6 separate regions of the Mus musculus genome follow, and regions 1, 2, 3, 4 and 6 are each linked to region 5. A link is a contact called in public ChIA-PET and HiChIP or PLAC-seq data. All regions are on one chromosome and are shown on one strand. The core of a region is the stretch at or near the end of the contact, and the rest is flanking DNA. Distances in the headings are between cores, read along the strand shown.

What was found. ChIA-PET counts read pairs in DNA pulled down with a chosen protein or histone mark. HiChIP or PLAC-seq counts read pairs in DNA pulled down with a chosen protein or histone mark.
Region 1: an RNA polymerase II ChIA-PET map of effector CD8 T cells shows a contact between it and region 5, with 16 read pairs. The contact joins the promoter of Slc35b1 here to the promoter of Zfp652os in region 5. A contact is called at or near these places in 2 of 39 promoter capture datasets (hippocampal neurons and maxillary cranial neural crest), 1 of 15 datasets of contacts at CTCF or cohesin (the NIH/3T3 cell line), 1 of 484 Hi-C or Micro-C datasets (embryonic stem cells), 5 of 115 datasets of contacts at active chromatin or transcription factors (astrocytes, effector CD8 T cells, embryonic stem cells and 1 more) and 2 of 9 other capture datasets (adipose tissue and embryonic stem cells).
Region 2: a contact with region 5 is called in a FOXA1 HiChIP or PLAC-seq map of pancreatic cancer cells. The contact joins the promoter of Ttll6 here to the promoter of Zfp652os in region 5. A contact is called at or near these places in 6 of 39 promoter capture datasets (the 3T3-L1 cell line, 3T3-L1-derived adipocytes, cranial neural crest and 3 more) and 2 of 115 datasets of contacts at active chromatin or transcription factors (extraembryonic endoderm stem cells and pancreatic cancer cells).
Region 3: a contact with region 5 is called in an H3K27ac HiChIP or PLAC-seq map of extraembryonic endoderm stem cells. The contact joins the enhancer-like site here to the promoter of Zfp652os in region 5. A contact is called at or near these places in 4 of 39 promoter capture datasets (3T3-L1-derived adipocytes, the HPC-7 cell line and pre-B cells), 1 of 484 Hi-C or Micro-C datasets (embryonic stem cells) and 6 of 115 datasets of contacts at active chromatin or transcription factors (astrocytes, embryonic stem cells, extraembryonic endoderm stem cells and 3 more).
Region 4: a contact with region 5 is called in an H3K27ac HiChIP or PLAC-seq map of extraembryonic endoderm stem cells. The contact joins the promoter of Igf2bp1 here to the promoter of Zfp652os in region 5. A contact is called at or near these places in 2 of 39 promoter capture datasets (3T3-L1-derived adipocytes and fetal liver), 1 of 15 datasets of contacts at CTCF or cohesin (the NIH/3T3 cell line), 3 of 484 Hi-C or Micro-C datasets (the G1E-ER4 cell line and embryonic stem cells) and 10 of 115 datasets of contacts at active chromatin or transcription factors (astrocytes, embryonic stem cells, extraembryonic endoderm stem cells and 4 more).
Region 6: an RNA polymerase II ChIA-PET map of memory CD8 T cells shows a contact between it and region 5, with 23 read pairs. The contact joins the enhancer-like site here to the promoter of Zfp652os in region 5. A contact is called at or near these places in 7 of 39 promoter capture datasets (3T3-L1-derived adipocytes, cranial neural crest, embryonic stem cells and 3 more) and 1 of 115 datasets of contacts at active chromatin or transcription factors (memory CD8 T cells).

What each region holds. Positions count from the first base shown.
Region 1 is chr11:95,383,024-95,386,566 of GRCm38.p6, reverse strand. Slc35b1 (solute carrier family 35, member B1) reads right to left here and starts at 1,711. Exons shown (of 9, transcript NM_016752.3): 1 at 1,454-1,711; 2 at 663-766; 3 at 1-81. The coding sequence starts at 1,557.
Region 2 is chr11:96,132,230-96,135,797 of GRCm38.p6, reverse strand. It overlaps Ttll6 (tubulin tyrosine ligase-like family, member 6), which reads right to left and starts at 2,012. Exons shown (of 15, transcript NM_172799.4): 1 at 1,837-2,012; 2 at 890-927; 3 at 195-313; 4 at 1-73. The coding sequence starts at 2,012.
Region 3 is chr11:95,980,591-95,983,976 of GRCm38.p6, reverse strand. All of the region lies in intron 2 of Igf2bp1 (insulin-like growth factor 2 mRNA binding protein 1), which reads left to right. Among named protein-coding and RNA genes, the nearest start is that of Mir3063, 19 kb to the right of the region's middle. Within about 2 kb of position 1,291, at least 105 of the 459 cell types and tissues checked have an H3K27ac peak or open chromatin away from gene starts, as enhancers often do. A contact at or near this core is called in embryonic stem cells, extraembryonic endoderm stem cells and pancreatic cancer cells, where this site is marked.
Region 4 is chr11:96,003,784-96,007,249 of GRCm38.p6, reverse strand. It overlaps Igf2bp1 (insulin-like growth factor 2 mRNA binding protein 1), which reads left to right and starts at 1,306. Exons shown (of 15, transcript NM_009951.4): 1 at 1,306-1,791; 2 at 2,967-3,027. The coding sequence starts at 1,617.
Region 5 is chr11:95,711,183-95,714,674 of GRCm38.p6, reverse strand. It overlaps Zfp652os (zinc finger protein 652, opposite strand), which reads left to right and starts at 1,921. Exons shown (of 2, transcript NR_045780.1): 1 at 1,921-2,047.
Region 6 is chr11:95,355,245-95,358,651 of GRCm38.p6, reverse strand. The region is part of intron 1 of Fam117a (family with sequence similarity 117, member A); the gene reads right to left. Among named protein-coding and RNA genes, the nearest start is that of Fam117a, 20 kb to the right of the region's middle. Within about 2 kb of position 1,766, at least 145 of the 459 cell types and tissues checked have an H3K27ac peak or open chromatin away from gene starts, as enhancers often do. A contact at or near this core is called in hippocampal neurons, liver and memory CD8 T cells, where this site is marked.

The sequences.
Region 1 (3,543 bases), core at 462-2,961, 330 kb after region 5:
CACCCACATAGGAGACAGAACAGGCAGCATAGAGCCAGGTCCGAGTGCGATCCACCCTGGCAGTGTCAAAAAACTGGATCACTGGGAGAAGACAAAAAATAAAACAAAAACAAACAAAACATACAAGAGAAACCCGGTGGGGCAAGGATGGACCACTAAGCAAAAAGTTGAGGCCATAGGAAAGGAACTTGCCTGTCAAGTAAGACCGCTATTTCTATCCTCTTAAGCTGGGAAATCTCTGAAAATTATTCATCGTCCCAGTTCCCCTTAAGCCTAACACAACCACATGCTGAGTGGAGGGAGAGATTCACTGAGTTCAAGAAAGGATGGCTTAACTCTACTGACAGGAACAAAGACATGTTTGAAGCTGACACACAAAGCGAAGTCAAAGGGATAAAGGGGAAAATGTTCTAAGGGCTTTCAATGGGGATTTGGAATATAGACGGCCCAGTCGTCTCCAACTAAAAAGTTGGTATAATTTAGAGGCCTAATATTTTAATCTCATTTCACAGCCATTGGTTTTACAGTCTGTAGAGAAGCTGTTTAAATACTCAAGGGTGTGGAGGTAGGGAAAACTTTGATTTTTAAAGATGAATCCACGTCTATGCCCAGAATATGGGAGGAAGGAGAGTGAGCCCAACAAATTACTATGAGGTACTCACAGATCTTGGCAAACATAGCATTGATCACACACTGGATGAAAACCAAAGTTAAGGCAAAGGTGAATGTCTCCTGTTTGGGTCCTTCTCCATACTTCCCTCTTGTGCTAAGACGAAACACATAAAAAAGCAATTAGTGTGTGCTACTCGGTGGCATCAAGTATGTTCAGATCCACTGAGAGCTTTGGAAGTATCATGCTTTTGTGGGTGTAGTTAGAGTTAGGAAGGATTACTGAGCTCATTTACCCAAAGGAGACGATTTGATTTAAGCCTAAAAACTAAGTCTAAACAGTAGACGCCAACCTACTGCTACCATAGCCTAAGGAAAAAATATCCGTAAAGGACACAGGTAGGAGAAAAAAAAAAAGTCAAGACAGCTGAACAAAAGTATCCCCCGTAGGAGAAAAAAAAAAAAAAAAGGCAAGACCCAGAGCAAGAAGATTAACGGTCTGCAAACACCTCGGGGCTTTCTAAAAATAAAATAAAATAAGACCTGGCTCAGGTCACGGAGCACTCTTGGAATCAACAAAAGTAAAAATATCTAAAGGGAAAAAAAAAATCGCGTTCTAAAACTCCAGAGGCCGGCCCTGAAATTTTAGAATTACAAGGATGCTCAGCTAGCAATGTATAATAGCAGGGTGCAAAAAAAGGTCAGAGGGCCGAGCCGGAGAAGAGAAAACCCTGTACCAGACACAGGAAGCCTGAAGACTAGACCGTAAAATGGATGGTGGAGACTGAATTCCGGCCCTGGCTGGGGGATGCTAGGAGTCCTGCCCCCTCAAGGGTCTGCTCACATCTTCTCCTGCAGGATCCCATAGTAGAAATAGCAGACAAAGACACCCAAGAAGCAGAGCGGCAGGCGCAGCCGATCAGGCACCAGGGATCTACTAGCGGCCATGAGACGCACGGACGAGTCGGCCGAAGATCCGTTCAGAGCAGGTAGCGGTACCGGCGGCGAAGGCGAAAGCTCCAGGCGGACATCGCCGGCCGGCGGCAGGGACCTCATAGGAGCTGCGTGCGACCGCCGGCTCGTAGGCCGGAGCAGCTACCTCCAGATATGCCAGCTCAGAGCTTCCGAGAGGGAAATGCCTCCTGCCCCGGCAGGAGCGTTCTAGGAAAGAAGGAAGGCTTTAAGATCTTGGCTCCATTCCTGGTGGCCAGGAAAGCCAGCCATATCGAGGTTATTGTCTCCTCTTTTAGGTTTTTCCGATCAGGCAACGCCGAGGACATCTACAAGCTGGAGCTCGGTGGGGAGGCCTAGGCGATTACGCGGCGTATAGTGATGACGTATAAGTATGTGGATGTTATCAATTGGCTCCGCAGAGCGAAAATAGACAGATGGGCGGAGAAAGAGGCGGTGAGGCCAGAAGAGAATTAAAGGCTTTTTTTTTTTTTTGCAGTTGGCTGTCAGGCCTCGGCTGGGTCCTAACGCCAAGAACGCTTCATAGAGCCGTAGCGCCCTCTAGCCGCTGCCCAACGTTAGCGACTCCAACCCTGTCTACCCTGTGTTCAAGACCTGGCTAAGAAGTCCAGGTCCTCTTCTTTGGGCAGGGAGCCACCGGGCAGGCTCTGTGATAGGTCAGGGCTCTTATCACTTAGAGGCAGCACATCACGTGTTGCTTAAATTCCGAGCTACAGTTTTCTCGCTCTGCAAACGAGGGGTAATTAGTAATAACCACCCTGTCACTCATTGAACGGTGTGAGGATTAAATGAGCTAAGGTTTACCAAAGTGTTTTATAAACTGTTAAGTGTGCTGTGCAAGTTTGGAGTATTAGTCATCATATTTTCTCAACTCTAATCGTATTTCCTCACCTCTTCGAGGTGAAAAATTCAATTTATTGAAATGCCTTTTAAAAAACAACAAAAGACATAATCACATGTAGCGCAGGCTGTCCTCGAATCTGCTATGTAGAATAATGTTGAATTTACAATCCTTTTCTCTTTACCTCCCTTCCGAGTGTTTTTTTTTTTTTTTTTTTTTTTTTGGTTTTTCGAGACAGGTTTCTCTGTGTAGCCCTGGCTGTCCTGGAACTCACTCTGTAGACCTGGCTGACCTCGAACTCAGAAATCTGCCTGCCTCAGCCTCCCAAGTGCTGGGATTAAAGGAGTGCGCCACCACTGCCTGGCTCCCTTCCAACTTCTTAAGTAAATTTTCTTCAAGACCTTCCAACTCTCCAATGAAGCAACACACACACACACACACACACACCACACCACACCACACCACACCACACCTCTTCCTATTTTTGGTCTCATCCATGGACTTCTCCCTGATTTAACAGTTGGGTCTTCACCTGCTTTGCTAGAATTGCAAAAGCAAGACTTAACACCAGGTCACCAAGTCCCCTACCTAATAACAGTCCCAATTGTCAAGCAGTTGTGGGTCTTGGGTTGCTTTCCTCTAAGCAGGCTTGCTCCTTTGGCACGTCCTCAGGCAAAGGAAGGAAAGGCAGGCAGCACCACACCCATCACTGGGGACCTGACTCACTAAGGCTTTGGGGACAAGCCAGACATCTTTCAAGGCTAGGAGGACTAAGAGAAAATAGGGTCTGTCCCTTTCCTGGTGTCTCCTTCTGGGAGTCACTATACGTTTACTTTCTTGGCCTTTGGTTTATTCTAGTGAATCAGCAGACAGACACTTCCAGGGAACCAAACAGTGAGTCTGGATTCCACTTCTGCCTTTTATTTTCCAACTGGGACCTCAAACAATTCACTTGACCTGGGTTGAGTTTCCCCATGTGTTTTTTATTTTTTTCCAAGACAGGATTTCACTGGCTGTCCTGGAACTCTCTGTAGACAGGCTGGCCTTGAACTCAAGAGCTCCACCTGCCTCTGCCTCCTAAGTGCTGGAATTAAAGATGTGTGCGGTTGCCGCCGCCACCA
Region 2 (3,568 bases), core at 763-3,262, 420 kb before region 5:
GCATGCGGCTCATATTCCGGGCCAGCAAGTCCTTGCGGCAGATCTCACTCATCCCAGGAAAATGATTGATTTTCTGCAAAGGGAGACGGAATTCATAAGCGATTCCGGCTGAGATTCAAAGCAGGGCTAGGGGAGCCAGCGAGACAAACGGGGCTGCCACTGGCCAGATGCCACAGGTCCAGGGAGGGACGTACCTGGTAGCTCTTCATTTCCATCACTCGCTCCAGTGACACTGAGTAGTCGGTCCAATAGAGAGTCCAGTCATCATTGTCACCCGCCTCTCGAAGGCCATATTGCTGGGCGGCCCTGCGCACTGTGAAGGAGTTGAAGAAAAAAAAAAGTCTGGCAAGGGACAGAAGCAGGAAAGAGCTCTGTGCTGGGAGGTCCCTTTCTCACATATTGAAATTAGAGAGCTGGCTCCTTGGGACTGGAATGTCTTTGTAGATGGAGCAAAGAGTGTGGGGAATAGTGTTATTGAAGGGTACATCTGAGGCTACATGGGGTGAGTGTTAGACTCACCCTGGCTTCCCTTTCCCAGGAAAGAGTCCTCTAGCTTGTCTCCAAACATTAAACCCTGGATGCAAACTAATCCTTAACCATAACCAGGCTTAATCAGTGAGATAAACTAGTACAGAGGCAGGTGGGGGTCTGGGGGTGGGCAGCATTTGACATAGTTGAGTCTTGAGCTAGCCTGAGCTACACAGTGAAGCCCTGTCAACAAACATGTACGTAAATACGCAAGACTATGGGCTGTGCACAATGCCCCTGTGATTTTCAGGAGACTTCCAAGCATTCTGAGACCCTGTTTATCACCCTCGGGCATGCCCAGGACTGGCCCCTTCCCCACCCTTCAGTCTCCATCACAGACCCCTTGAACAGAGATACTTACCGCTGTCATACCGGCAGTTAGATAGATTGATCACCAATCATCTGGAAAAGAGAAAAGGGCAGACAGCAAGACACAGACAGATACCCAGGCCAGAACACAGGGCTGGGGCCAGACACATGTGTCCCAGTGGCCACACCAAGCCATGCACCTCACAGTTCCGTTACTCCATGTGTTACAATTGCCTTTGCTTGCGATTTTGTGTTAACACCATTGCCTCAACCCCCTTTTTAATTTTGTCAGTGATGGGACTTGAACCCAGGGCCTCCTGCCTGAAAGTGAGGCACTAGACACTAGGCTACACTCCCAGTGGTCCCTGTACTTTTACACCATCAGCCCATTGGGGACAGAAATTTTATTTTATTTATTTATTTTGGGGTTTGTTTGCTTGTTTGAGAAATTTTAAAAGGCACATATTTTTTACTAAAATATTGTCTCCCCCTTTCCACTAAGGGAAGCCATTTAGAAGATAGACAATACTCTCTTACAAGGCAAAGCAGAGTATTAACCCAGAAACGGAATGCGCAAGCTGCAGCTGCCAGCCGCCGGGGCTGGCAAGTCACTGTGGTCCTGTTACACTGCAAGTATGTGAAATTCCCAGGACACACGGGAGCTTGCGCTTAGGAAGGGAAATTTTTTCCTTGCTCCTTCAGCAAGGAGCTCCCTCTCCACCCAGTCTTTAAAAGGCATTGCAAACACAAATAGAAGGAAAAGTACAAGGTGTGATTCGAGGTTATGCACACTATTATGGGATGCCATAAAACAGAACACTGAAATTGGTGTGAGCCAGAGGAGACAAGCCCTGTGTCCCCTTTTCCTCTCATCAGCCAAGACCTTCTTCCCTTGGGCCCTTCCTGCTCTTATCAACACCGACACCACACACACACACACACACACACACACACACACACACACACACGCCCCGAAACTCCTCGTTTTTCAATACTAACCTTTTTTTCTTCCTCTTTTTCTTACCATGCTGCTGTGCGTTCTGGAGCCTCTTTTGTGTGTTCTCTCTCACAAAAGCCAGGGTGACAAATTCTTTTAGCTCCTCCAGATCTTCTGTGGAACTCTCCTCCCTCTCTTCAGCCCCTTCCTCACTTTCCGAAGTCAGGCACTGTAGCATCTTCCTAGCCCTGGAGGAGGCTCTGGGGAAACATCAGTCCTCCCTGGAGAGAAGGCAGAGCGATCAGCAGTTGTGTGGGTCCACCTGAAGGGGGCGCTCCTCCCTTGCTCATGTCCGTTCCCAAACAACTGGTTGTAGTTTATAAAAAATGCTCCCCGCTCCAAATGCGCGCTTGGTGCACGCTCAGGGAGAGAGCTAGTTCCACCTTTGGCAAAGACTCTGACCTTGGGGACTCACCTAGCCAACCCTAGCTTTGGTTTTGGCCATCTGGGGTTTTCTGAAAGAGGCCGAGCTGCTGCTATGCGCTGTACCACCTGGTAAACAATCTTATTATTAAAGTCAGAGTGCGCCTGGAGACAGCCTCAGAACTCAGCTTCAAGCCTTTCTATCTGAGGGACTGAGTCCCGAGGGGGCAGTGGAGGTGGGCTGAGTTCTGTTAACCCTTACAGTGCTGCATTCGACTTCCCACAAGGCAAGATGCAGGCACGAATAAGATGCACAGGCGGCTGTGAATCAACAGATGTCCGTTCCCAACAATACTGAGAATGGAACTAAGAGCTTCTGGAAAACTAGTACTCTTAACTGCTGAGATCTCTCTCTCTCTCTCTCTCTCATTCTCTCTCTCTCTCTCTCTCTCTCTCTCTTTCTCTCTCTCTCTCTCTCTGTCACACCACACACACACACACACACACACACACACACACACACACAGCGTTCTGCCTTCACAGTTCTTTAGGAGTACAGTCTCTGCCTCTGCCTCTGCCTCTCTGCCTCTGCCTCTTCCTCTCTGCCTCTGCCTCTCTGCCTCTGCCTCTGCCTCTGCCTCTGCCTCTCTGCCTCTCTGCCTCTGCCTCTGCCCCATCTGCCTCTGCCTCTCTGCCTCTGCCTCTGCCTCTGCCTCTGCCTCTGCCTCTGCCTCAGCCTCTGCCTCTGCCTCTGCCTAACCCAGATTTTCCTGGCCCCGTTCAGATCACAGCCCTCACACCAAGGCTCATATGGCCATAAGGCCCATTTCACAAGGCTCCCACCTCCTCCCTTCTCCTCCCCACCAACCTCCACGCCTTTAATGCCCACACTCCAGCCTCTCTCTCCTTTAGTGCCCACAGGCCTCTCTCCTTTAGTGCCCACATGCCAGCCTCTCTCTCTCCTTTAGTGTCCACAGGCCTTTTGCCATCTACTTGCCTGCCCTGCTCATACACATCCTTTGGATCAAAGCTTTTAAAAATGAATATCTTTATCTTTCAGTTTATTGCTGAAATCATGTTAAATAAAGGAGGCCTTAAAGCTGGGAGGGCAGACATCACCTGTGGCTCACCTACTCTACCAAAGCATCTTTGCCTTGGCTGTGAATTCTTAAATTCTAATTGTAATTATTCTGACATCATTTTAACCATCTTGGCACCTTCTTTCTGCCCACATAATATATCATAAAGGCGCGTTTGCATGTCCCTAGGTATATTTTTGTTCTCTCTGTCTGTGTGTGTGTGTGTGTGTGTGTGTGTGTGTTAGCGGACAACAAACCTGTGGGGGTTGGTTCCCCTATTATGTGGGTTCTG
Region 3 (3,386 bases), core at 42-2,541, 270 kb before region 5:
GGAGAGATACTCCTAATCCCAAGCACCCCCATGTGTGTATACGATGTGATGGGTGTATGGCGGTGTGATGGGTGTATGGCGGTGTGATGGGTGTATGGCGTTGTTCTTTTGTCTCTCTGCCTCTTTAAATCTCTCCTGGCATATTTCCCCTGCTTGGCCTCCCTGTCCTCACATCCCCAGGTGTCCTCACATCCCCAGGTGAATTTCCTGGTTAGCAGGAGTCTGTTGAGCTGCCCTCCAGGCTGGATCTCTGAGGGTCAGAGCGAGCAGAGAACAGGGGAAAGCTGTTTGCACTTAGGAACCATTTTGGCTGTTCTAACCATTGCCTTTAATGGCCACTGCTGGCGGCGCTATAGCTGCTAGAGGGTCAGGGCAGCTGGTTCTCTCTCCTTGCTGGAGCTGGGCTTGGCCCTCCCGGCACTAAGAGTGCTTAGGTGTGGTGCCCTTTTACCTATAGGACATAACCACTACTCAGCCTGGCCTTGGTAGACCCGGGTTTATTGGAGCAGGGTCAATGTAGCAGAGATGGAGGAGTGGAAGACTTTCTTTCTCTGTCATTGTGAACACATTTATTTAGATTCAGCAATGACTGTCACCGCCCCTTCCACTCTACCTCCAGGTCTCCTTTAGAATACTGTCAGGGGCTTGCTGGACTTAGCTCCCACCAGGAGAAACCCCTGGGAAGTGTGAGTTGTGCTCCCACTCATCAGGAGCTCTAAGCCAGCTCAACCTTCCTCACGCTGGGACCTTTAATACAGGTCCTAAGGTTGTGCTGACCTCCAACCACAACATTATTTTTGTTGCTACTTCGTAGCTAGTTTTGCTACAGTTATGAACCGTAATGTTCTGTCCTGATATCAGCTCCTAGGCGACCCCTGTGAAAGGGTAGGTAAGTAAGTAGGGTCTGTGGATCCCCAAAGAGTTGTAAGCCACAGATTTAGAGCCACTGTAAGCCCTCAGCACACCAGCCTAACGCAGCCAACTCTGGGCCTCTCATAGGTGGGATGAGTAAGTTATCCAAAGGGGTTGTAATGTAAGCAAGGGAATTTAGGTTACAGGTCCCAGCAGTGCCCTGTGCGGTTTGGGCCTGAAAGGAATTAGGTAGCACCAGGCTCAGTGGAAAGCCAGGCTTAGAAGACAAAGGTCCTCTTCCAGGCTATCCCCTTGGGTTTTAATCAGGGCTGGGGGCTTTGCTGAGAAGGAAGTCTGGGAGGAGCCTAGAGTGGGTTCCCAGGATGGGGTGTGTATGCCCTAGAGGGTGAGGGAGGGCTGCTGGGATGTCTTTCTTTCATTGGTTGGGTAGACCTGCCCTCCTCCCCCTCCCGCTCCTGGAACATTCCAGACATTCCAGCCAATCTGCCTGCCATTGCTTTCTGGATATGGATTAACAAACATCCTTGCAGAGATTAGATTTCACTGCTACCACCCTGCTCCTGCCATACTGAATAGAAGGCCCCAAATCAGAGTTTGGACAGGCAAGTCTTGGCCTTTGACCTGGGATTGCACTAATGGGTTCTTTCAAACTAGGCTCCTGTTCTGGGGTTGCTGTATGCCTTGTTTCTTCCTAGGCAGGCTGCCTTCATCTCCCCTCTATCCAGAAGGACTTCCTGGGGGGAGGTGTCCGGGGCTGGGCACTGTTCATTTTCTCCCAGATTCTTCACCCATCTGAACATACTCGGTGTATCTATTTGGTTAGCAAAGGTGTTTTGTGAGAAACCCTTACCAGGGAGATCCAAAGCTGCCTTTTGGCCAGTCCTTGGATCTGGTACCTGGTGGAATGGGGTCTAAGGACTCAGCAATGGGCTTGTTGGCTTCCCGTGTGTGTCTGACACAGAGCACGCCTCACGCCGCTGGACCGGGTGTTGACTTTGTGGTTCTCCTGCCAGTACTGTGGGTGCTGGGATTACAGAGGGTCGACAGGCTTATCTATCCGTGCAGTCCTGGGACTTGAGCGCAGGACTTTGTGTCTGCTAGACAAATGCTGTACTCGTGGAGTTATGTCTGTCTGTCTTCCCCTCCTCTTCTATCACTGCAACGCCACCTTCCGACTGGCCTACTGTTCTATAGACTGGCCTGTGCGTGCATCAGTCCTGCTTTAGCCTGGAATCATGGCTCAAGCCTCCAGACTCAGCTGACTGTTTCCAATCCTCACTGTATCTACTCTAACTTTGTTAGGTCAAGTTCACAAACCACCAAGGTTTTCCTTCAAACAGATCCACCTTTCCTTTAGCTTTTTATTATTTCTTTTTCAAGATAGGATTTCTCTGTATAACCTTTGCTATCCTGGGACTCATTGTGTAAACCAGGCTGGCCTCGAACTCAGAGATCTGCCTGCCCCTGCCTCTTGAGTGCTGAGTTTGAGGAGGAAGAGGTTGGGTTTGGGTCAGGGGTGACATAGCTAAAGGAGCCGGGGACACCACTGCTCCACTCTTTTAGCTATGTCATTCCCAGATTTTCCCTGCTGTAGCTTGTCAACAAGGAGTTGTCGCTCTCAGAATTTCAGACTCAGTGGATCACAGAGACCCTTCTATTTTACACTAGACCCTGCTTTGGTAGGGACTGCCTAGGACAACTAAGGCCAACACACCCACTGTTAGGGCCTTGCATTCCTTTTTGCTTGCCCCACCCCACAGCTTGATGCCAGCTCTTCTGGTAGCCCACTGAGCATACGTGACTCAGCATTCTCTCACCTTGGGTACACTACACCGGTATTTTGCCTTCCTGTATGCCTGTGTGCCTTGTGCATGCAGTGCCTGTAGGGGCCAGAAGAGGGCATCTGATCCCCCTCATTATAGAAGGTTGTAACTCATCCTGGGCCTGGTGGCAATTAAATCCTGCTCCTCTAGAAGAGCTCCCAGTACTCTAAACCGCTGAGCCATCTCTCCAACGCCCTGGATCTCCGCCCTGGATCTCGTCTTTGAACTAAAGGTTTGTACGGGATCAAAGACACACAGAGATCTAAATGACAATTGACTAACCCATCAAGTCAATCTAAATGTCTTAAGCTCAGAGATTAAGGTATTGATTTGGGTGGTGAGCAGACTCTCTGGGTCACTCTGGACCTTAGCCTTGAACCTGCATTCCTCAAGGGAAATCAGTTTTTTCAGAGCCATTTGAAAGCTGGGATGGAGTAAGTATAGTATAGTCACCTGGGAGAAAAAAGGTGGTCCTGATGCTGCGCTGTGTGTTGATCACTCTGGAGAACTTTAGCCATTCATAGATGCATCTATTGTTACACTTTAAGAATTCACCCCAAGTCTTTCCTAAGCGCTTTACAAACACTATCTAATGCCACCTCCCACTTGTGAATGGGGTTTATCCTTGTTGTACAAAGCGGGGGGAGACCAGGTCTCAAAGAACTTAAGTAATCTTCTAATGTGCTAATA
Region 4 (3,466 bases), core at 57-2,556, 290 kb before region 5:
CCTCGGGCTCCCGGAGCCTGAGGATCCGGAACGCGTCGGTCCTAGCGGAGGGAAGGGACCTGGGCGGATCCACTTCCCCCTCCCCACGGGGAGGGGGGAGGGCCGCAGCCCCCTCCCCCGCTGCTCGCTTCCTCAAGCGCGGAGCGGAAATTACCCCCTCCCCGCCCCGGGCTGACCTGGGGACGTGGGCGGGGCCTCTGCACCCCCTCCCCCGGCGGCCTTCCAAAATCCAGCACCCCAAAACTAAGTTCTGAGACCCACAGCCTGCGCATGGACCATCGCTCAGTGCATCGCGGGTAGAGCGGACGCAGGCGGGCGACGCCACCTGTCCGCTCCTTGCGTGGGGAGGGCGAGGGGGACCTCGGAGCTCAACCCGGTCCCTCCCTTCTGAAGCCAACCCCTCCGGTTCGGGGTCGATCGGTGGTGCGACCACCCCTCGTCGTTTTTCCCCCACCCAGTTGATCTTCGAGGATGCTCTCGAGCCGGGTCGTGCAGGCTTTCCCCCAAGGATGCTGGAGTGTTGTCATCCAGCAGCTGGACTGGGTGCAAGCCAGCTTTTCTCCAGTGGGGATCCCGAAACATGATTTCCTGCGGGTCCCTCGTTTTCAGGCGCTGTCTCTCGTGTCCCGTGTCCGCAGCTTCCCGATCCCGCGCTCTCAGGGTCCCCTGAATCAGGACCCGGGAGGCCAGCGAAGTCTAGCGGTGTAGCGGGAAAGACAGTGACCCCCTACTTAGAAACGTAGAGGAAAGGCGTCTTTCCTTTTAAATAACCGGTTCCTGCGACCCCCTCCTGAAGACCCCAGAGTCCTCAGCTTCTCTTTGTCTGTCTCGGCAGTCCCCCGCCTGTCAGTCGCTAGCAGTTTGCCGGGGTGGGGTGGGCAGCCCAGTCTCCACAAAACGAATAAAAAAATTACCGTACATTTTATTCCTAAGAACTGGGGGGATTTGGGTCGCCACCGCCCTCCCCCCGCCACCCCCCCCCCCCGTGCAGGTCGCTGTGGGGGCGGGGCGCCGCTTTAGGGGCCAGGTTCTTGCAAAGGGGGAGGGGGATAGGAGAGCTGGGGGGGGAACTCTGCTTCCACTTTCCTGGTTTACCCGTGGGGTGCGCTGAGTGCCGCCCCCAAGATTGGAGACTGTTGGGTTGGTCCGGGTTGGAGGGCCAAGGGGCCCGGTGGCGTCGGGGGTCTTTCCCTGCAGGGTGGGTGGGGGCTGTCACCACGTGGCTTCGCCTTTTTTTTTTTTCCTGCTCCATTTTTTTTTTTTTTTCAAGTCGATTTTATTTAGAGGCGGCGCCAGGGCGGCCGCGGAGAAACGTGACACACCAGCCCGCTCGCAGGGGTTTCGGACCGAAGGGAAGGAGCCGCGCCGCGTCGTCGTCAGCCTCCCCTGCACTCGGCGGGCACTTCTCCCGGGCTCACCCAAACTCTCCCGTGACCCCCGCGTGCCCTCAGGCCGCCCACCCGCCCGGAGCTCCGGACAACTTCAGGGGTGGGGTGCGTAGAAAGTTTGCGGCTCCCGCCGCCCGTCTCCACGCCTCTCGGCCTAGGAGGCTCTCCGCCCGCGCCCGCCCGGCTCGGCCTTGCCTGGAACCGTGTCCTTGCCCCGCCACCGCCACCATGAACAAGCTTTACATCGGCAACCTCAACGAGAGTGTGACCCCCGCAGACTTGGAGAAAGTATTCGCGGAGCACAAGATCTCCTACAGCGGCCAGTTCTTGGTCAAATCCGGCTACGCCTTCGTGGATTGCCCCGACGAGCACTGGGCGATGAAGGCCATCGAAACTTTCTCGGGTAAGAGCGCGGCCACCTCCCCGGAAAACACACACACACACACACACACACACACACACACGAAATCCCGGAACAACGGGGACCTGCAGCTCCTCTTTTCCTTGCCGGCCAACTCTTCCCGGGTCCGGGAGGGCTCGGCCTCCGTCTTCGGTCCCCAGCCTCGCCCGGCCTCCCTCGACGCCTTCTCCCGGCGCGGAGATATTCGGGATTTCCTCACCCCTTCCCCCAGCCCGAGGCGCTCGTGGCGGCTCCCTACACCCCTCCCCACCGACGGGGCGGGAGCCCCGGTTGGCAACTGGTGGGGGTGGGGGTGGGGGTGTCTCACGAACACTGGGGTTCGGGTATAGGCGTGGTTTCCCCGATTCCCCCCCGCCCCTAGTCAGCCCCCCATGCGCTAGAGCACCCCCAAAGCCCCTGCCCTCCGTCCCGGGCCTTTCCAGGATGGGGGTTCGCGCACCTCAGCTCTTCCCGCTTTAACTAGGGACTAAGCCCTGAGGCAGGACGTGGGAGGAAGGGGCTCCCGCCTCCCGCCCAAGGCCTGGGGCTTGAGCCATTTTGATTTGAAAGTGGGGCGTGAGCCGGGTGGCGCGGCGGCGGTGGCGGTGGCGGCGGCGGGTCGCCATGCTGCTTCCCGAGACGCCGAGGCTGGGCCGAGAGGCGCGCGGCTACCGCGAGGGACCCTCCGCCCCGGGCCGCGCCGCCCCGGGGGCCCTCCGCTAGCCCTGTGGCCCCGACCCGGCCTGGTCGCCTAAGCCCTTCACCGTGGCTCTGCTGGAAAATAAAGTTTTAATTCTCTACTCCCGCCCCACTTCGCGAAACGATCCTGCTTTCGCCTGTCTCCTTCCTTCTACTTCTGGAGCCGCCGAAGCAAGCGCGCTCACACAAACGCTCACACCTTTCCCAAATCTGAGCAGGCTGCTCAATCAGCCCACGTGATTAATGGAAATAAAACGAAAAAAATTGAAGAAAAAAAAAAACCCAACGAAATTACGGGTTCTACCAAACCCGGAGCAACCTTTCCCCCCACAGGCCTCTGCAGCTGGTGCCTGGATTTCTAGGAGGCCCCAGGAACTCTAGAATTTAGCTAATGTCCCTTACTCACCCTTCCACCCCATCCCTCCCCCATTTCTTTACACTCATTCATCTCTTTTTTTTTTCTTTTTTTAAATCTTCAGGGAAAGTAGAACTGCAAGGAAAACGTCTAGAGATTGAACACTCAGTCCCCAAAAAACAAAGGTAGGAAAAGAGTTCCTTTTGGGAAACAGTAATATTTAGGGGTCCATAGCGTCTCCAGTGGAACAAACCCATTACTGGCCTTTCCACCCCCACCCCCAACTCCGGATGTTGGGGGCTGGGAGAGATTGGCTAGGATCGTGTAGTGGTTGTTTTATAGCTTTAGAAGAAATCCAACAACTTGGGATTGGGGTGGGCTAAAAGACATTACTTGAAAAATTAAAGAGAAAAAAAATCAATAGAGCAGGAACTCTGTGGAGTTAGTTCATAGTGTGGGACTGGGACCATTTTCTGTATGGGAGTTTAAATATGGAGAATTCAAACTAATGGTGGTGGTGATTTTTTTTTTTTTATAACTTTCTATCAGGCCTCCTTTTTCCTATGTTTCTCATCTTTTTTATAACACAATTTGTTAGTAGATTTGAGAGTGTTCTTTTTCTAC
Region 5 (3,492 bases), core at 672-3,171:
TTTATACTAAAGACAGTATCTATGTGAACACATGTGCACAGTGGTGATTCAAATAAGCAAGCCGTTGACTTAAGGCCACATACCCCACCACAGACCAGCCCCACCGGGGAACATCACCTGCCACATCCGAGCAGATTTCCTTTCCTAAGCAAACATACATGCTGTCAACAAAGCATGTACTGCTCCTTGCCTTTCTCAGAACAACAGGGCCCCGACCATCGTTTGGAAAAAAAGTACATAGACCTTCATCCCAAAAGACTACACTACTTATGCAGGCTATGCCTTGTTATGTTAAACATCGCCGCAACAGCAGCAGCAACAACAGCAACAACAACAACAAAACCGATGAAATTACTGTGTGCAGTAGATATCTAATTAACTGGAGGTGGGAGAGGTCGGGGGAGAACGTCGTTCAGGTGATACTGAGAGCGCGCTGGAAAAGCCATTAAGGGAAACACCATGAAGGTGCTTAAACATGGGTAAGATCCAGGAGGGGAACCAAAGACTGATTGACATCCTGTAGCTTGGTTGTGAAAAAAACATCTTCCTCCAAAGGCACATTCCTTTGATTGGCACAAGCCACTTCTGACAATGGATCCGCAATGACAGGGGCCGTTCCGCAATCAGGAAGTGTGCGAGTGTGCGTGTGCATATATGTGTGTGTGTGTGTGTGTGTGTGTGTGTGTGTGCTCGCGCGTGTTCCTGATGTTGTTGTTGGGGGAGGGATGAGCTAGATGTAATCAAAGACCGGCCCGCTTCAAAGAGGAGCATACAGGATCTTAAATCCTAAAGACTGACTTCGAGGCAAAGCAGAGACATCTATCATTTCTACAATAGTCATCCCTCGACAACGAACATGTTTCATAGAGATGTAACAGGGGTATCCCTCTCTTTGGTGTCTCCGACCTGGGACTCTTTAGTAAAGCCTGATTGGAGGGGTGGACGAAGTGAGGGTGGAGAAAGGTCTGCATCGCCCACTGGGCTGAGTGTGGTGCTGCGGGTGGCGAGTGTACATCACATGCGTGTTATCTCCTGGTGCCACAATACTCTCGAGGGCTGGAGGTTTGGGCGCAACCGCACGGCGGGGGAGGTAGTGGGTGCAAGCCACCAGCTGCAGGGCAAGAGAATGCTCTCCTCAGCCTACTAACCCGTGCACCCCGGCCACCCCGTCAGGCCTCGAGGCGAACCCACTCGCTGCAAAACTGCAGCTAAGCTGGGGAGAGGGGGCGGGGGTACGGAGCCGGCACCCCGGGCCAAGCTGAGAGCGGCAGACGCGCAGCGCCCGGGGCCTGCCCGCCGGATGGGGGCTGCTCCGGCCTAGCGCACGCAGCTGCCTCGGCGCAGGCTCCTCCGGCTCCGCCAGCCCGGCCGGGCGCAGAGGAAACGCGGCTGCCAGGGCGCCGCCGCGGCGGGAGGCGAGAGCGCGGGGAAGGGGCTCCTACTCACCCGGGCCGCCGCCGCCGCCGCCACCGCCACCACCGCCGCTTCGGCGGCCCATCCCCGCGGCGGGGGCCTGTCGCCGCGCCGCGCCGCGTCGCTCCAGTCCCCACCGCCCGCCGTGCCGGCCCCTCCCCCTGCCCAACGTCTGCGCTCTGGGCCGATCCTCAGACCCGGCCTCGGCCGCCGCCGCCGCCGCCGCCGCAGCGCTACGTGGCCGCCGCTCCGACGTCTCGCGACTCCCTTCCGAGCGCGCGAGGCCGAGCGGGGCCGCGGAGCGGGCGGCGCGCGGGGCGGGCGGCGGGGGAGGGGGTGTGCTGTAGGGATGTCGTGCGCGAAGGGGGCAGGGAGGCCGGCGGGAGCGCGCGCGCGCGCACGCCCCTGCACGCGCCCCCCCCTCCCCCCCGCGCGGTCGGGATCCCGACACCTCCCCCCCCTACACACCCCATCCCCGGCTATGGGGGTCGGCGCGCATGCGCGGCCCTCGGCTCGGCCTGGGCGCACCTTTTCTCCCTCCTGCCACAATGTGAGCGCTCAGCCGAGCAGATAACCGCCGGCTGCCTGCTCCACCCCCGGCCCTTGCCCACTCCGCCCACTCCCGAGCGCCCAGGTAAAGTCGTGGGCTGCGCATGCGCGACGCTTAAGGGGGTGGGGGCGTGGTTTTCAAAAGGAAGCCTGAAGGCAGAAGACGAAGTATCTGTGGGCAGGGGGTTTGAGATCCTAAGAAATAAGAAAACGTAAAAGTGCAAAGGGGGGAGAAAGTGGAAAAGTGGGTCAGAGTGAGATTTGGAAGTAGATATCTTTGACTTATGGAATACGGTTCAAAAAGAAAAAAACCCTAATTGCTGGCCACCTTGTTAGTAGAGAGCAGTCAGTGAGTGACAGAAATAGAAGGGGCGACACTTGTAAGAAGTAGCCATCCACCAGACAAATGGGATAGTTGATTACAACTAGGGGGATTTAGAGACCGCCAGTATGGTAAGCAAACAGGATGGACTGCTGGGCTCATCCTGTGGCCAGAAATAGGGAAGTGTGTGCGTGCGTGCGTGTGTCTGTGTGGTCTGTGTGTGTGCGCGCGTGCGCTAGAGTCCCAGAACTGTTGCAAGAAAGGAAGGCTCCATTGGAAGAAGCATGACCACATTATGACTAATTAGCTATTAATCATTAATATAATTAATGGTACTATTAGCTAACAAGGTAGCATTTATCCAAGCTCAGAGCCAAAAGAGAGTGTCTGTAATTGAAAGTGCTTAGTGTACAGGGAGAGGAAATGACTTGGCAAGTGAAGTCTCCATGAAAAAGACCCAAGATGACATCCCTAAGATCAGGATAACCCTTCCCCACCAGAAACCAAACTTCTGAAGGTCTCTACAGCTTGAATGGAGCTCCTAACATTGTTGGTTTTTATTGTTGGGCTCTACTACATTTTTTCTTTCTTTCTTTCTTTCTTTCTTTCTTTCTTTTACATTGTGTGTATGAATGTTTTACCTGGATGTGTGCATGTGCACCTGTGACATTTGATGGATTCCCCTGGAACTGGGGTTATGAGTGGCTTGTAGGACGGGGGGGGGGGGGGCGGCTAGGAATTGAACCCAGGTCCGCTGTAAGAGTAAGAAGAGCTTTTAACTTCTGAGCCATCTCTCCAGCCCTCTTCTTCTAACATTAAGAACATAGGATATTAATGTTCTTCCACAAAAGCTGACCCCCACATCATAGAAACAATTTCCATATAGATGCAGCTAACTTTTTCTCCCAGAACAGCCGGCCATAACCCACTCACCCAAACCTTCGAGGGAATAAAATGACCTGAGTCTGGGACAAAGTTAGGAGCTTGAAGCTTTATAAAGAGCTGACTCTGTCTTTGGCCCCTTCCAAAAACAGGTGTTTGGGTTTTATTGTACTTAGACTCCAGAAGCCAGGAACCAGAGTTGTGGAACTTAGGGCCATGTTTTTCAATAGCGAGCACTTTCAGTAAAGACTAAAATCTATATCACATTGCAACAGGTAGAGAGATCTTCAAGCAGAAGAAGAGAAAATAAGCATGTATAATAATCA
Region 6 (3,407 bases), core at 517-3,016, 360 kb after region 5:
TAAACATAACAGAAATGGGAAAAAAGGAAAAAAAAATTAAAGGAAAAAAAGCTAGAAACGGAGGGAAGGAGAGAATGGAATGAGGAAGGGCTGCGCTGCCTCCCTTGCTGGCAGACAGACCTGCAAAGACCTTGCTCAGCCCACCTGCAGGTCCCACCTGCTTCCCCACCCCTGCAGATGAGGTCACAGCTGGGCTCCAGCCTTATCTCCACAGCGGCCACATCCCAGTGCTGGCTCAGCTCCTAGCTAGCCACAAGGTAGAATTACCTCCTGTCTCAGAGCCCTTAGCAAGGCTCCATGGCCCCTCCCAAATCCCCAAATTCTTGGCATGTCCCAACCCCTCTGAGGAGACTAAAATGCCATGTTTCTCTCCTGCCTAGAAAATAAAGGAGAGGGCACTTCTAAAAAGATTAGGTTTTCGACTAGGGAAAAAACAAAAACAAAAACAAACTAACCTACTGCATCCCCCAAAATGGTTTGGCAAGCACCTGTTGTTTTAGGCACCAAAACTGAGTGGGAGCTGCTAACCCAAGGCATCAATTTCCCCTAAGGACAAACCAAAGCCAAAACCAGATAGCGATGCTATCCTGTGCCATCCTTAAAGAGGCTGCAGACTAGCAGGCACAGTGCTGATACCTAGGAGGGGCTATCCAAACAGCATAGGTCTGACAGTCCTATCCTCACTGCAGTGTGACTGCAGCCAACACTACCATCTTCACGGATCTGCCTTCCCTCTGCCAGCAGGGCCCAATCTGGTCCACCTTGCCTCCTAGGGATTCTGAAGAGAAAAGAAATGCAAATATGCTTTTATTCCCGAGGAAGATACAGGGAAGGAGGTGGAGAAAGAGACGACTACTGAGAAGTCTGTTGCAAGAAGGTTCTACAGGTGTATCACAGGCCTGGGGATTGAACCTAGGGCCTCACACACACCAGGCAAGCACTCTACTCCTGAGCTATGGCCCCAGCCCTCTCTTTACTTTTTATTTTGGGACAGGGTCTCCCTACCTTGCCCAGGGTATTCTTGAATTCAATCTTTAGTCTAGGGAAGCCTTGCCTTTCCATTTCTTCTGCCCTAGCCTCCTCAGTAGTTGTGATTACAGGCCTGTCCACCAGGCCTGGCAAGGTACTTGAATTTACTGTATATTCACTGTCCTTTACTAGGGACAGCCTACTGCTCTCCTGGATACTGTCTGTCTGAGAGAAGTGTGCGGAAAGGAGTAGGCAAGGGATACGTGCCTGTAGTCCCAGCACATGGAAGGCAGAGGCATTAGGAACAGGAGTTCCAGGCCAGCCTTGGCTACAGGGTGATCCCTTGTCTCAAACAAACAAAAGTCAATAAAGCTTCTTAGAGACTTGGGCATTGGCAGCTGTTGATGAGCAAGGGCTTAAGCTCCGCGGCTCACAAGCATCCCCTAGCAGACCCACAAGTGAGGGGGAAGTGGGTGCTTATGGGCATACCGGAAAGATGTGGGGAATGGGCGCTGTCCTGCACTCGTGTGATTACAGCTAAAGGATAGGAAGTGTTGAGAAGTCAAAACGGTTGCTTGTGGCTGAAAGATGAACTGGTTTTATTTCTGGAAAGCGCCCCTCTCAGATTTGGGAACCTGGGAGAGAAACAGAACAATCGGCTCCTGTATCAGAGAAGACAAGCCAGTATCATGACAGGCAATGACAAAGCAGCCAGCACTGGGGCATGGGCTGGGTGTCTGCAGGAGGGTGGGGTGTCCTGTTTACAGCACCATGGGGTATTATCGGCCCATCGCATGCAGCAGCCTCCACAGCTCAGCCACCTGGCGAGGCACCCTGGCACCAGGCCAGACCATTTCACCACACAGCTGAGCAGTGGCGGATGCTTTGGTTCTTGGGCAACAGCAAATGGAGAAAACAAAACAAAACAGCACCTACTAGATAAGAAGCCTTAGGTGCTATCTTCCAGAGCCACTTGGCCCTGTCTCCCAACTGCTACACTTGTTATGGCTCCAGGGAGAGGGGCTAAGAGAGGAGAGGCCCAGCAGTCAGGTGGTGTCAACGGAGCCAACTGCACACACGGCAGATAACGCCTTTGGTAAGTAGGTATGAGTGCCCACTGAGCATCAACGCGCTGATAGTCTCTGCTGATGGGAGAGGAGTAAGACAAGAAGCTACTGGCAGGGGAGTAGAGGGGAGAGCTGATGCCACTGCTCCATCAATGCCAGCTATCTGACACCAGGCACACTGGCAGGGGATACCCACACCCACCCCCAGCAAAGGTGCTTTCAGAAGGGCCACCAGTTCGTCTCTGCCTCCCCCTAAGACCTCTCCTTTGAAATCAACTCAAGCCTAACCCTGGCATAGGAACTCGAAGGAGAGGTGAGAGTCCTCAGGATGAAGACTATAGATAATGTAGGGCGTGAGACATCTCTGGTTCTTCTCAGCTTGGCCAGGGGAGAGAGCAATCAGCTCAGACCCAAGCCTTCGGGTTGGGCACCTGGAGGGACAAGTTCATCGTTTCGCTGTCTTGCAGGCCAGGTAGGAGGGAGGAACCTGGGATGGGAAGATGCTCTTAATCCCACCGACAGCATGTGCCTAGCCTTCCTAGTACATCTCCAAAATGGAGACATAATTTTACACCCAGCAAAAAACTCAACAACTAGCTGGTTCAACAAACAAGGCATGAGTCACTTTCTCATGCCATCAGACTTTGAAGCCTTCTCCCATCCCCTCTTTTAAAGAGAAAATAGCCCTCATGACAAATATGCTATAGGAAATAAGAACATCCAGCTGAGGGAACACAAAGCCAAAAGCTATGCATGCTCACCGCGAAGCAGCACAGCGCTACAAGGATCCTGGTTTCTCTCCATGCTCATAGGCACGCGTCTGTTTCCTTTTGTTCAGTAACCAATGAGCTTCACACAGGGATGAGATGCAGGCAAAGCCAGGGCAGTGTGGAGGGACCCTGAGGGACCCTGGGGGCTCCTACCCTGCCTTGTCCACTTGGGGTGTCCACCTGGAGAACAAAATACAACATTTTCCCCCAAGAACTGATTCGCAGGACGGAGGGGAAGTTCCTGCAAACAGCCTCACAGGGATTGTCTTTCTATTTTTGGACGTGTGCTGGGATTGAACAGTGTAGATGGCCTCATGAGCTCCCTGTGGTTTGGGGCCACTTCACTGCTTAACTCGGGACATGTGGGTTTTGGAAGAGAAGCTGTGGTGAAACCGAAACCCCCAATATGACTATCCGGGGGTTACAGACCTCCATGGAGAGCCCACAGAGACCCCATCTATATGTCTATTGGGGGGGTTACGGACCTTCATGGAGGGCCCACGGAGTCCCCATCTATCCCAGCTGTTACTTTGGAAATGGAGTGAGAGGGCTTTCTCTGTTCTGTTGTCTAGCACTGAAACTCAAGGAAGCACTCTATCGA